Linked DNA regions of Bombyx mori: region 1 is linked to region 2. A link is a contact called in public Hi-C data. All regions are on one chromosome and are shown on one strand. Each heading gives the region's core, a stretch centred on a gene start, on an enhancer-like site or on the middle of the called end of the contact. The rest is flanking DNA. Distances are from core to core; before and after follow the strand shown. Region 1 overlaps LOC101744116 (FHIP family protein GF15501). Region 2 overlaps LOC101745976 (trithorax group protein osa).

Region 1 (5,288 bases), core at 1,824-4,323, 340 kb after region 2:
GGGTTCAAAATGTTACTAGTCGGCACACTCCATCAATACGTCAATTAGACAACAGTCCGACTGTCCAGGTCGGTGATCATGCAAACGGGACGCCGTGTTGTTCCATCGCCGTGTCGATTGTACCCGCGTTTGAGAATAGATGTAAAATAGTTCCACCACGCGTTGTGACAATAAAAAGGCAACTACCACATCAGCACGGATGTTAACCGAATCCATTAGATTCGTAAATTCAGATCGAACTCATGGTTACTTTATTTCTAAGTTTTACCCTGCCGTGCAATACATAGACACATTATGTAAGGAAGTAGAATGGGCTAGATCCTTAACTGGGAAGGCACTGAGTATTTGTCACGAGTTTTGGGCTGTCTTAAGAGTGATGAGCGTACTTGGTTACATGTGTGATTGTCTAGTGACCGGACGTGGGGTAACTTCGTAAAAGACTTTAAGCCGTTGTGTCTGCGAAAGTTAGAGTATGCCAATATTCTTTATAATGCTATGCAATTAGCATCAGATTGCTTTGCCTCATACGTCGAGCGCGCCAGGAGATCGTTGCTCTGTATTAAGATGGTCAGAGGTCTGACTGACAAACTCGGAACTTTAATAATGATACGGGGCATAATGGGCCCTCTGGTTGACTCGCGAACGCTAGTCTACAGATTCACGATTTGATTTAATTTTTGGTGGAGGTCAGGTTAGGCCGAGTCCTCGTAGGGTTCAGGCACTAGTTGAGTCACCAGTGACGCGTAATGTCAAACATTCTTGGGGTTGACTGCATGCTTCCAGAGATTTACGTGGTAACATAGTTCACGTAGATGTTGTACCGTGGTAACATAGTTCACGCAGAGATTTACGTGGTAACATAGTTCACGTAGATGTTGTAACGTGGTAACATAGTTCACGCAGAGATTTACGTGGTAACATAGTTCACGTAGATGTTGTACCGTGGTAACATAGTTCACGTATATGTTATGACGTGGTAACAAAGTTCACGTAAAGGTGTGACGTGGTAACACAGTTCACGTAAAGGTGTGACGTGGTAACGCAGTTCACGTTACGAGTGTATTAGCTTGACATGTTAACTTGGCCATGTCAAACAGACTTTACTCTCACAGTATATTATACACCCGATATGGTAACAGTGCCGTGTCGTCAGTACATCTAACGTAACTCAACAAGAGCCTACTATACATGAACACACTGAAATGTGATGTAAAATGCTCACAAAAACTACTAACTTTTACTAATGGTTCATGGTACCAAAATCATGATTGTAATGCAAACAATCTATTTCTATGACGATATCATAGAACACCCCGATAGCAACGCTGTGCACACAGTGAGTCCTGCATCGTCAGAGATTGAAGACGGTCATGACATCGAGGTGAACGTGGACGTCCACCAGTCAGGAGAGGCCGTATTAGAGGCGACTCCCTCTTAAGTCAAAGTCTATGGGCGGAGCCATTGACGACGAGCACTCACGTGGACTCGTGACGTCATCTGGAGGGGCAACTCGTCATCTGGAGGGGCAACCGACCGACCAGCGGGGACATCACGCCACCTCGGATCACTTTTGCTGGAAGCGCGCGCAGCGTTCACTTGTCTTAGATTTAATATTCTGTGTCGATCGTTCCTACCCACTTTTGTATTTTTTTTATTTTTTTAAATTATTAAGCCGTTGCTAAAAATATATTAAAATTGACGCCACTATTATAAAAAATATAATAAAAATAAAAATTCGTTTTGAGGTTAATTTTCTATATAAATAAATGTCGGATTTCAAGAACTTTTCTTTTCTTAATGTTTAAGATGTTCCTAATGTATTTTTATCCAATTGTAGTTATTAGGGTATAAAAAACACACATACTTTTTTAAATATCTATATTTTTTTCATCTTCATACACAATTAGTAAATCATCTAAAAATAGCACAAGACTTCACAGGAGAGCATATACACGGTTTTAAATCCCGGTCAGGTTAAAACCACAATTCACACAATGTTTTTCAGTCGTAGTATGAAACGTTATTGATAAAAGTAAAATAAATCGAAGAAAAAACAAAACAGATCCATTTTGAACGCAAGAACAAGCAGCAAGCGAACTGTGATGTGTCAGTCGGTCAGATTAAATTCAGTGTTGTCAGTATAAAGAAAAATAATTACATGAAATTCATATATCGATTATTTTTTTAAATAACCGATACCTAATTGATTTATTTCTTAACCTTTTTTTTTACGAGTACACATTATTTTTCATTTTTTATGTTTTTGTTTTATTTGTACATATTTAAATAACAATACTAGTAAAGTTTTTTTTATTGCTTAGATGGGTGGACGAGCTCACAGCCACCCTGGTGTTAAGTGGTTACTGGAGCCCACAGACATCTACAACGTAAATGCGCCACCCACCTTGAGATATAAGTTCTAAGGTCTCAAGTATAGTTACAAGTTAAAGTCCAATGGGTATGGGTAATGGGTCTTTGATGTTATTTTATGTGCTTATAATCTATTAAAGTCGATTGATTAATGATAGTACTTAAATGTTTTATTTATATACTTAAAATGTTTACTTAATACGTAAAATGTTTTGATGCTGGCAATATTTTTCCCGCAAAAATAAAAAACCTTGTTTATTCTATAGAGTTACTTTTTTAAACTACTTATTGTAAACTGTAGTGGCGCTTATTTGGAAGAAAGTAAATGCATATTTATTTATGACAAAATTAATGCACTAAGTATTTTTTCTCTAATCTATTGTCCGCTTTGGGCCTGAAATGGGCATTCCCCTTTCAGATGCGTACTTATGATTTTGTTTGTTATAAGATGCTCTTCATTCGAATTGCAATATTGATAAGTTCATGGCATTGGATATTTTATAGCACAGACCTTACTCGTGTTTTTTTCTTTTTAATAGCCCACAGACTTCGCCTGACCATACGCCTCTCCCAAACTTCGTAAATGTCTATGACACGTTTGTCTTTATCAGTATGTTTACGTTGCAGGTTTATATTAGTGCGTCTGCTGCTGTCCTCCGTCCACCGGGAGGGCAGGACGGGCTCGGCAGCGCGCGACGCGTTACTGCTCTGCGCGAAAATGTCGGCCCGGTGTGACCAGCTCGCGGACTACATGTTGGCTGGCAACACCTGCCCCGTCCTGGCCACCGGTATGCTCGTTTCGATCGTTTATGACATCGTTACTAAACGGATTATTGACTATTTGATTTGATCGTAGTCACTTGAAATCGTCATGGCCTATTTAAAATGAAATAATAATCGTGAGGTTACAAATACATGTTCCTCTAGTCGTATATATACTTGTAACTATACTTGAGACCTTAGAACTTATATCTCATGGTGGGTGGCGCATTTACGTTGGAAATGCTTTATTTTATTTTATTGCTTACACGGGTGGACGAGCTCACAGCCCACCTGGTGTTAAGTGGTTACTGGAGCCCATAGACATCTACAACGTAAATGCGCCACCCACCTTGAGATATAAGTTCTAAGGTCTCAAGTATAGTTACAACGGCTGCCCCACCCTTCAAACCGAAACGCATTACTGCTTCACGGCAGAAATAGGCGGGGTGATGGTACCCACCTGCGCGGACTCTCAAGAGGTCCTACCACTAGTAATTACGCAAATTATAATTTTGCGGGTTTCATTTTTATTACACGATGTTATTCCTTCACCGTGGAAATCAATCGAACATTTGTTGAGTACGTATTTCATTAGAAAAATTGGTACCCGCCTGCGGGATTCGAACACCGGTGCATCGCTCAACACGAATGCACCGGACGTCTTATCCTTTAGGCCACGACGACTTCAAAATACAAATGTGTATTATCTATGGTGGTTTTGCAACGTTGCAGGTCTGAGCGGGCTGTACTCGCTGCTGCCCCGGACTCTGGACGAGGGCGTCTACCGGCTGACTTCTGATGACGTCAACCACGTGCACAAACTGACGCTCTTCATCGACTCCCTCGAGTTCTGTAACGCTGTTGCACAGGTATTGTTGTTTCTTCGTTAGAGAAAGAGAGAGAGAGATGGAGAGAGGGGGGAGGGGGGAGAGAGAATTCTTTTTTGTATACAAAATAAATAAACTATACGAATATTAAATACAAAAAAGTACAATTGGCGGTGTTGTCGCTAAGAGCGGTCTCTTTCAGACAACATGGACAAAAACCATTTGGAAACGAATTGCACGCGGTGTACCTGTCGCTTTGATATATACATATATACATACACAAATAACATATAAATATATTTGTAAATATACAAATATGAAGCTTAGTTAGCTTAATTAGTACCGATTTTGATGAAATTCCTCATGGGAATACTTGAAATAACTGTGTTGAACTGGGGGGTATGTGAAGGGGGCGGGGAGTTCACTATTTAAAATGCAAGTAAAGCTGCAGGTGGGTAGTAGATTATAATGTGCTTTCCTCATTGGCGTAACAGCTAGGCTCCGTCGTTAAAAATACCGCTTTTAGCAAACTTAGCCGGACGTACCTACCCGCACCTAGGACTTAAAAAATATAAAACTAGAAATTGGGTATAATTTTTTTAAATTGGTTTTGTATCCGTAGATGAAATTTAAGTGTAATCAGTCAAAAAGTCAAAACTGATTTGGAATAAACCGGTTTATTTATCATAGGTACCTACGAAGTAACCAAAAACAAAAGAGGAAATGTCATGCATAAAATTAATTTAAACCTTATGATATCAGTTAGTACGGTCGAATTTCGATCGTTCAACGAACACTACCTGTAAATAGAGTGTTCTAATATTTTAGGTAGCCCACGCATCGATAAAGAAGCATCTTCTGGACTTGCTGTACCAAGGATTCCTGGTGCCAGTACTGGGTCCGGCTCTACTGCAGGTATGTGTCAGCGGCTACTGGGGGCTGGCGGGACCTTGTGTTGCAATATTAATAACGATTGAGCTCTCTTTACTGATAACGCAATCGTAGTGACGTCATGAAACGCGATATCTATAAATTAATACGTGAAGCAAAAATGTTTGGATCCCTTTTTTTAAGAAAATTGCGCGGACTGAGAAGTATGAAATTTCTCACACAATAATTATGTATTAAAATACATTAAATCAATTAAAAAAACACATCACACACACTACCATGTATTTGACTCAAATTGAGAATAGATTAACATTGTTTGTCTTTAATATTATTTGTCTATAGTGTACTCTTGGCGAAATCTGTGATTATAGAAGTATAATAAGTCTTTGACAATAGAACCATAAAAATGCTCAAAGTACTACGGGACCACTAGTTCTA
Region 2 (5,451 bases), core at 2,515-5,014:
GTATAAACTCTGCTAACCTGTGCCTAGTACTGGTTTATAAAGGAAATTGTATCTTCGGTTCCACTTTGTTAGTCAGTGTCTGACTCACTTAGGATTTGCCAACAAGAAACTCTGACTACTACACCGTTTGAGAACCCGTTTTGCGAAACGTGGAAAATTCGTATTTCTTAAAGAACATCAACAACCGGATAGCATGAGTAATGAAATAGCTTTTAGCGACGGATATCGTAAAAATTATATTATGTCTAACAATGTTTGTTAGCGGTTTCGTAGGCGCAAATGTGAGGTCAGCTCATATTGGTTACTACGATACTTTGTAGTCAAGGAATGTGGTTTTATTCTGATCTCCATCACCTTCAACATTGATATTAGAAAACCATAAAAAGAATATGAAATTCGGCATTCCATGGTTTCAAATTTTCAGATTTATTGCTCGAAATTGGAACGGATTAAAAAAAGATTATGAATTTCTAGGCGTCTACTCTTAGAGTAAGATTTCTGTGAATACTGAACATAAGGAACAGTCTAAAGAATATGTAAGACCAGAATAGAAAATCGATATGATAGTATCCAAAATGTGTTTTTTTTTTTTGCGAAAATTTATATCCTCTGTATTTTGGTGCCGAGAAATGTAAAGGTTTTTTCACAATTCTCATAATACACAAACAGTAGATTTATTGAAACTTAAGATGGCTTAATTTAGTTGGTTAATTCCAATTAATGAAATAGGCTTTTGAGAATTAATTGGTTAAACATAGATGAGATTATGATGATCAATAGATAGTAAATAATTGCCGTTTTAGCTTCCCATTCGCCCTGTAAGTATAGATGAGTGGCATTTACCCGAGTCACACTAATCTAATAAGAACCGTGCCTACTAATCGGTTCGCTCGTGGCAACGTGACTTTGACATTAGCTAGTTTAATGGTAACGTCCGTAAATGGATGTAGTCTCCGTTGGGTGTGAATTGATTAAATGTTAAATATTTGCGAAGCGTGTTGGTGTATTGAAAACGTCCTCGCCGGATCTTCTCAGTGGGTCGCGATTCCGATCCGGTGGTAGATTCTGCGAAGCACTGCTCTTACTAAGGCTAATGTTAGCAAATTCTCTCAGGTCGAGCCCGTGAGCTCACCTACCCATCCGGGCGGGCGTAGCTGGAATAATCTCTTAGGCTACCAGCGAATAGGTAGAGGAATTTTATCTATCTTCTATCTATCTATATATATAAAAAGGAATTGCTGTTCGTTAGTCTCGCTAAAACTCGAGAAAGGCTGGACCTATTTGGCTAATTTTGGTCTTGAATTATCTGTAGAAGTCCAGAAAAGGTTTAAAATTTAGATAAATATGAAAATGGTCGGAATTAAATAAAAATAACAATTTTGTTTTTCCTTTGGTGTGTCACCCGTCGGATGGATGCCTTTTGTTTTTGTTAAAGTTTGTTTTATACAAAAGCTTAGGTCTTTTATTTATCGATTGAGGCACTACGAAGTCTGCCGGGTCAGCTAGTAATGAATATAGATTACATAATGATGTCTCCGAGTATCTTTATTGAGTAACGATTATGAGATCAATGGACTCAAATTTTCCTATTCAAGTACTTGTTATCTATATCAATTAGGCTTACCAACCTTATTGACATATTTAAGCTAATTGCTTTTTAAACAGTTTGAATTAAATATAGAGTTTAAATAGTAATGCGATTCATTTTTAGAACTTATATTTTTATTTGCCTATCCGAATTTCTAATTACATAAGCTTCAGTAAGCGCATAATGTCGAATATTAATAAAAATATGTTTTTATTTTTTTATTTTTTATTGCCTAGATGTTCGATAATTGCAGTCAAAGTAAGGTAGCCCATTTTTCTTACAGGATAATGATAAGTGTTCTAGTCATTTGTACACGAACACAGATATAATAATACTGAAAAATATCGTGTGTCTCTCTAGGATGACGGGAGACTAATAATATGTTAACAATTTTTTTTCTAAAAGGCATCGAATTAGATTAACTTTTATTATCGAACGGATACAAGAAATCTGTCTGTTATTTTTCATACTTTAAAAAAATACGATACTTTCACAGACGTATATCTGAATCACCGATTTTAGATTTTTATCGGTCCTATAATTCGAGCAAAGGCCGTCGAAGTCGATTAAAATATCGCCAAGCCTTAAGCTTATTAGCCGGTGAGAAGTAATTTGCGGAGTTCAGTCACTCGGCGTGTGGGCGTTGAGGTCTGTTTCCCAGAAACCCCAGCCAACCGACGGTATTCACGAACATCCTGTGTGATCTTTGCAATAATGTTCATGACTCTTAATTCTATTTTTTATTTTTTTTATTGCTTAGATGGGTGGACGAGCTCACAGCCCACCTGATGTTAGTTGGTTACTGGAGCCCATAGACATCTACAACGTAAATGCGCCACCCACCTTGAGATATAAGTTCTAAGATCTCAGTATAGTTACAACGGCTGCCCCACTCTTCAAACCGAAACGCATAACTGCTTCACGGCAGAAATAGTCAGAGTGGTGGTACCTACCCGTGCGGACTCACAAGATGTCTTACCACCAGTAAATATATTTTCATAAAAACATTGCGTAAATCATTATTTTGGTTAAGTGAAGAAAATACTAGTTTTGTTGTTGTTGTTTATGTTCACAATTTAACATTTCGAAAGTTGCAAAGGTGTAGATGTGAATGTAGGATTTTTTTTAACGTTTAATTGACATTAATTGTAATGAGAATGCTAAGGCCTCGGTCTCCGTAAAGGACACGCGGTCCGACGTTGGTGACGGGCGCTGCCCTTGACAGAGCCAGTTTAGACCACTGTCGATATTGGTGCACGGTTGCCTCAATACGAATAACGTTCATTCTTGTTTCATTGTTATTATGTATATACTAGCTGTACCCGTCCACTTCGCTGGGCATTTAAAATTAACATTATTATTTCTCAGCCCCACAAAGATTCTCATCATTAACGCCCCCGCAACTCGTGTAGGGAGTCCAACACTCATATAAATATTAGCCTGTCCATTAAGTACATGTATTTTCTACAAGGGTACCAAGTTTCAAGTCAATCGTATGCACGGTTCAGTAGTTATAACGGAACATCCGTAAAAACCACTGTAGATTTATATATTAGTATAGATTCTGTACTGGTGTAATGGTATTATACGTACTCGTGGCCTATTTGTTGTCTTTAAGTGTCTCAGTTTATACACATCACAATTGCGAATGTGTATGAGAGATGTAGTCGAAATATCCATTGTACAGGGACAATGTTCCTTCGCTGTAACTATCGTTCTAATGCGTCTGTGTATACAATACTTAATTATGATATAAAAAAAATATACTTTTAAAGCTCGAACCGATTACACTCAGTGTGTCTTGGCCTTTATCATCCGTGTCTAGAGAATAAGATTCGCGAAACGAGTTCGTATACTTCTTACCTACCTACCCATGCGTTATGCTCATATATTTTGTAAACGTTAAATTGATTTTATCGATGTTCAGCTCAGTTATGATTTTGATAACGTCTGACTTACATAAGGTGTTGCTAATGTGAATTGATTCGTTTAGTACTAAACGAAATAAGTAATTAAGGAAATTCCTTGTTTGTTACGTTACAAGTCCATTGACCAAACTACACACAGAAACACACGTTTATCATAATTCAATATATAATTTGAATGTGTATAATGAAATTGTTATGCACATGGTCTATCCTCTGTTCATTACACATTCATTCATTGATTACTAATCACTCTATATAAAAAGATTCTCGGAAAACGATTCTATTCATAGTTCACATTGTTTTGTTTATTGATAAACATTGAACGAGAAAGTTTATCCTTGATCTAGAAATAGAAATCTCGCCCACATCATTAATAGCATACCAACATTCTGCGTTCCGCGTGCGCTATTTTTACGAAGCATTGGTCGTACGTACGTATGTATGTGGACCGGACCGGGACGACCTCATTATTACCTCAGCGCTGCACTCATTAAAGGTCGCCGTAAACAAATAGATGTGGATATAGATAGGTGTGTGTATGGCACGAAATTGTTATCAATGAATCATCGCCGCCTCGCCGTCTGCCCAACGTCTGATTGTACAGACTAACATGTGTACCGTAGTATAGGTAGTTGTAATGTTATAATAACCCGATAGTGACCAGCTGATGAGATTAAAATAAAAAGCTTCACACGCGCTCTTTTTTTTTTTTAGTTTTATCAAAAAAATGTTAATTTCTCGCGGTCATTCGATCATGCTTTTATTGCGTGTACCCACGTAAAGTTAAACCACTTGAGCTGTAAGTAAAACTAGCGCAAATATAGCTGAATCGATTCGCACAAAAGCTGCAATACCACTTTCGTCCTCGCAAATCACCGGGGCTCGTATCTCGGCCTCGGTCAATGCGCGTTGCGTGCATGTCGTACGAACACATATACGGATGCAATAAAGTGCAGTGAGAATTCGCGAACTAGCGGTGCACGCCGCGCTCACGTGCCGACAGAAAACGAAAGTGATCGGGTGCGCGTCTCTCTCCTCCCTCGATTGATGCCCGGCCGGCGGCGGCCCGGCTTAGGCTAACTCTCGTTAACTGTATTATTCAAATCGTACCTCTACGTGTGTCGGTGCGGGGACGACCGGCGAACTCCCGCTCTCGATAACACGCCGATACCTACGTAACTACGAACCGCAAAACCCAAACATAAACAATGCTTTCGATGCGTGTACTTTGTTAATGGAGCACGTGTTTCGTATCATGTCGATTACATTGATTTAACGATCGAGCGATCATGTAATAGTTTTAGATTGAAACTTAATTTGAATTTTAATTGTTCGTGTTATAATAAGAAAGTAATATGAGAGTCGTTTAAATTTCAGGTACACAGAACGTTGCGATGCCGCCGAGAACGCCGTCGTCGATGCCCGAGGGAGGCGGACAGGCGCGGGCGCCGACGCCCGGTGCCGGGCCGCCGCCGGGCGCCATGGTGCCTCAGCCCTATCCGCACCACGCCGCGTACAAGGCGCCGCACTACCCCCCGCAACCGCCCTACGGATATCCGCCGGCCAGGAACCATCATCCTTACTCGTACGGATACCGGCCGCCGCCGCCGCATCCGCCTCAGCATTATCCACCGCTCAAGGTAACTCAAGAACTTTCTGGCTTAAACGGTCATCCGTTCTACGAGCAATGTGTCCTGTCCACTGCCACTTCACTTCACTGCGGTAGGCAGCGGCTTGGCTCTGCCCCTGGCATTGCTGAAGTCCATGAGCGACGGTAACCACTCACCATCAGGTGGGCCGTATGCTCGTCTGCCTACAAGGGCAATAAAAAAAAAAACTTCAATGTCGCAGTCCAATCAATACAGGCAGCGCAGGACCGGTCTTTGTGGCGAGGCTTGGGGGAGGCCTATGTCCAGCAGTGGACGTCTGTGGGTT

Evidence for each region. Hi-C and Micro-C count contacts between places; a contact is called where the count stands out from the background.
Region 1: a Hi-C map of posterior silk gland shows a contact between it and region 2, with 3 times the contacts expected there. The contact joins two enhancer-like sites. A contact is called at or near these places in 2 of 7 Hi-C or Micro-C datasets (middle silk gland and posterior silk gland).

What each region holds. Positions count from the first base shown.
Region 1 is chr7:9,602,513-9,607,800 of ASM3026992v2, forward strand. LOC101744116 (FHIP family protein GF15501) reads left to right here. Exons shown (of 16, transcript XM_038012092.2): 7 at 2,998-3,158; 8 at 3,865-4,001; 9 at 4,788-4,874. Among protein-coding and RNA genes, the nearest start is that of LOC101744116, 19 kb to the left of the region's middle. Within about 2 kb of position 3,074, at least 3 of the 8 cell types and tissues checked have open chromatin away from gene starts, as enhancers often do.
Region 2 is chr7:9,257,562-9,263,012 of ASM3026992v2, forward strand. It overlaps LOC101745976 (trithorax group protein osa), which reads left to right. Exons shown (of 20, transcript XM_038011947.2): 6 at 4,894-5,156. Among protein-coding and RNA genes, the nearest start is that of LOC101737552, 21 kb to the right of the region's middle. Within about 2 kb of position 3,765, at least 8 of the 8 cell types and tissues checked have open chromatin away from gene starts, as enhancers often do.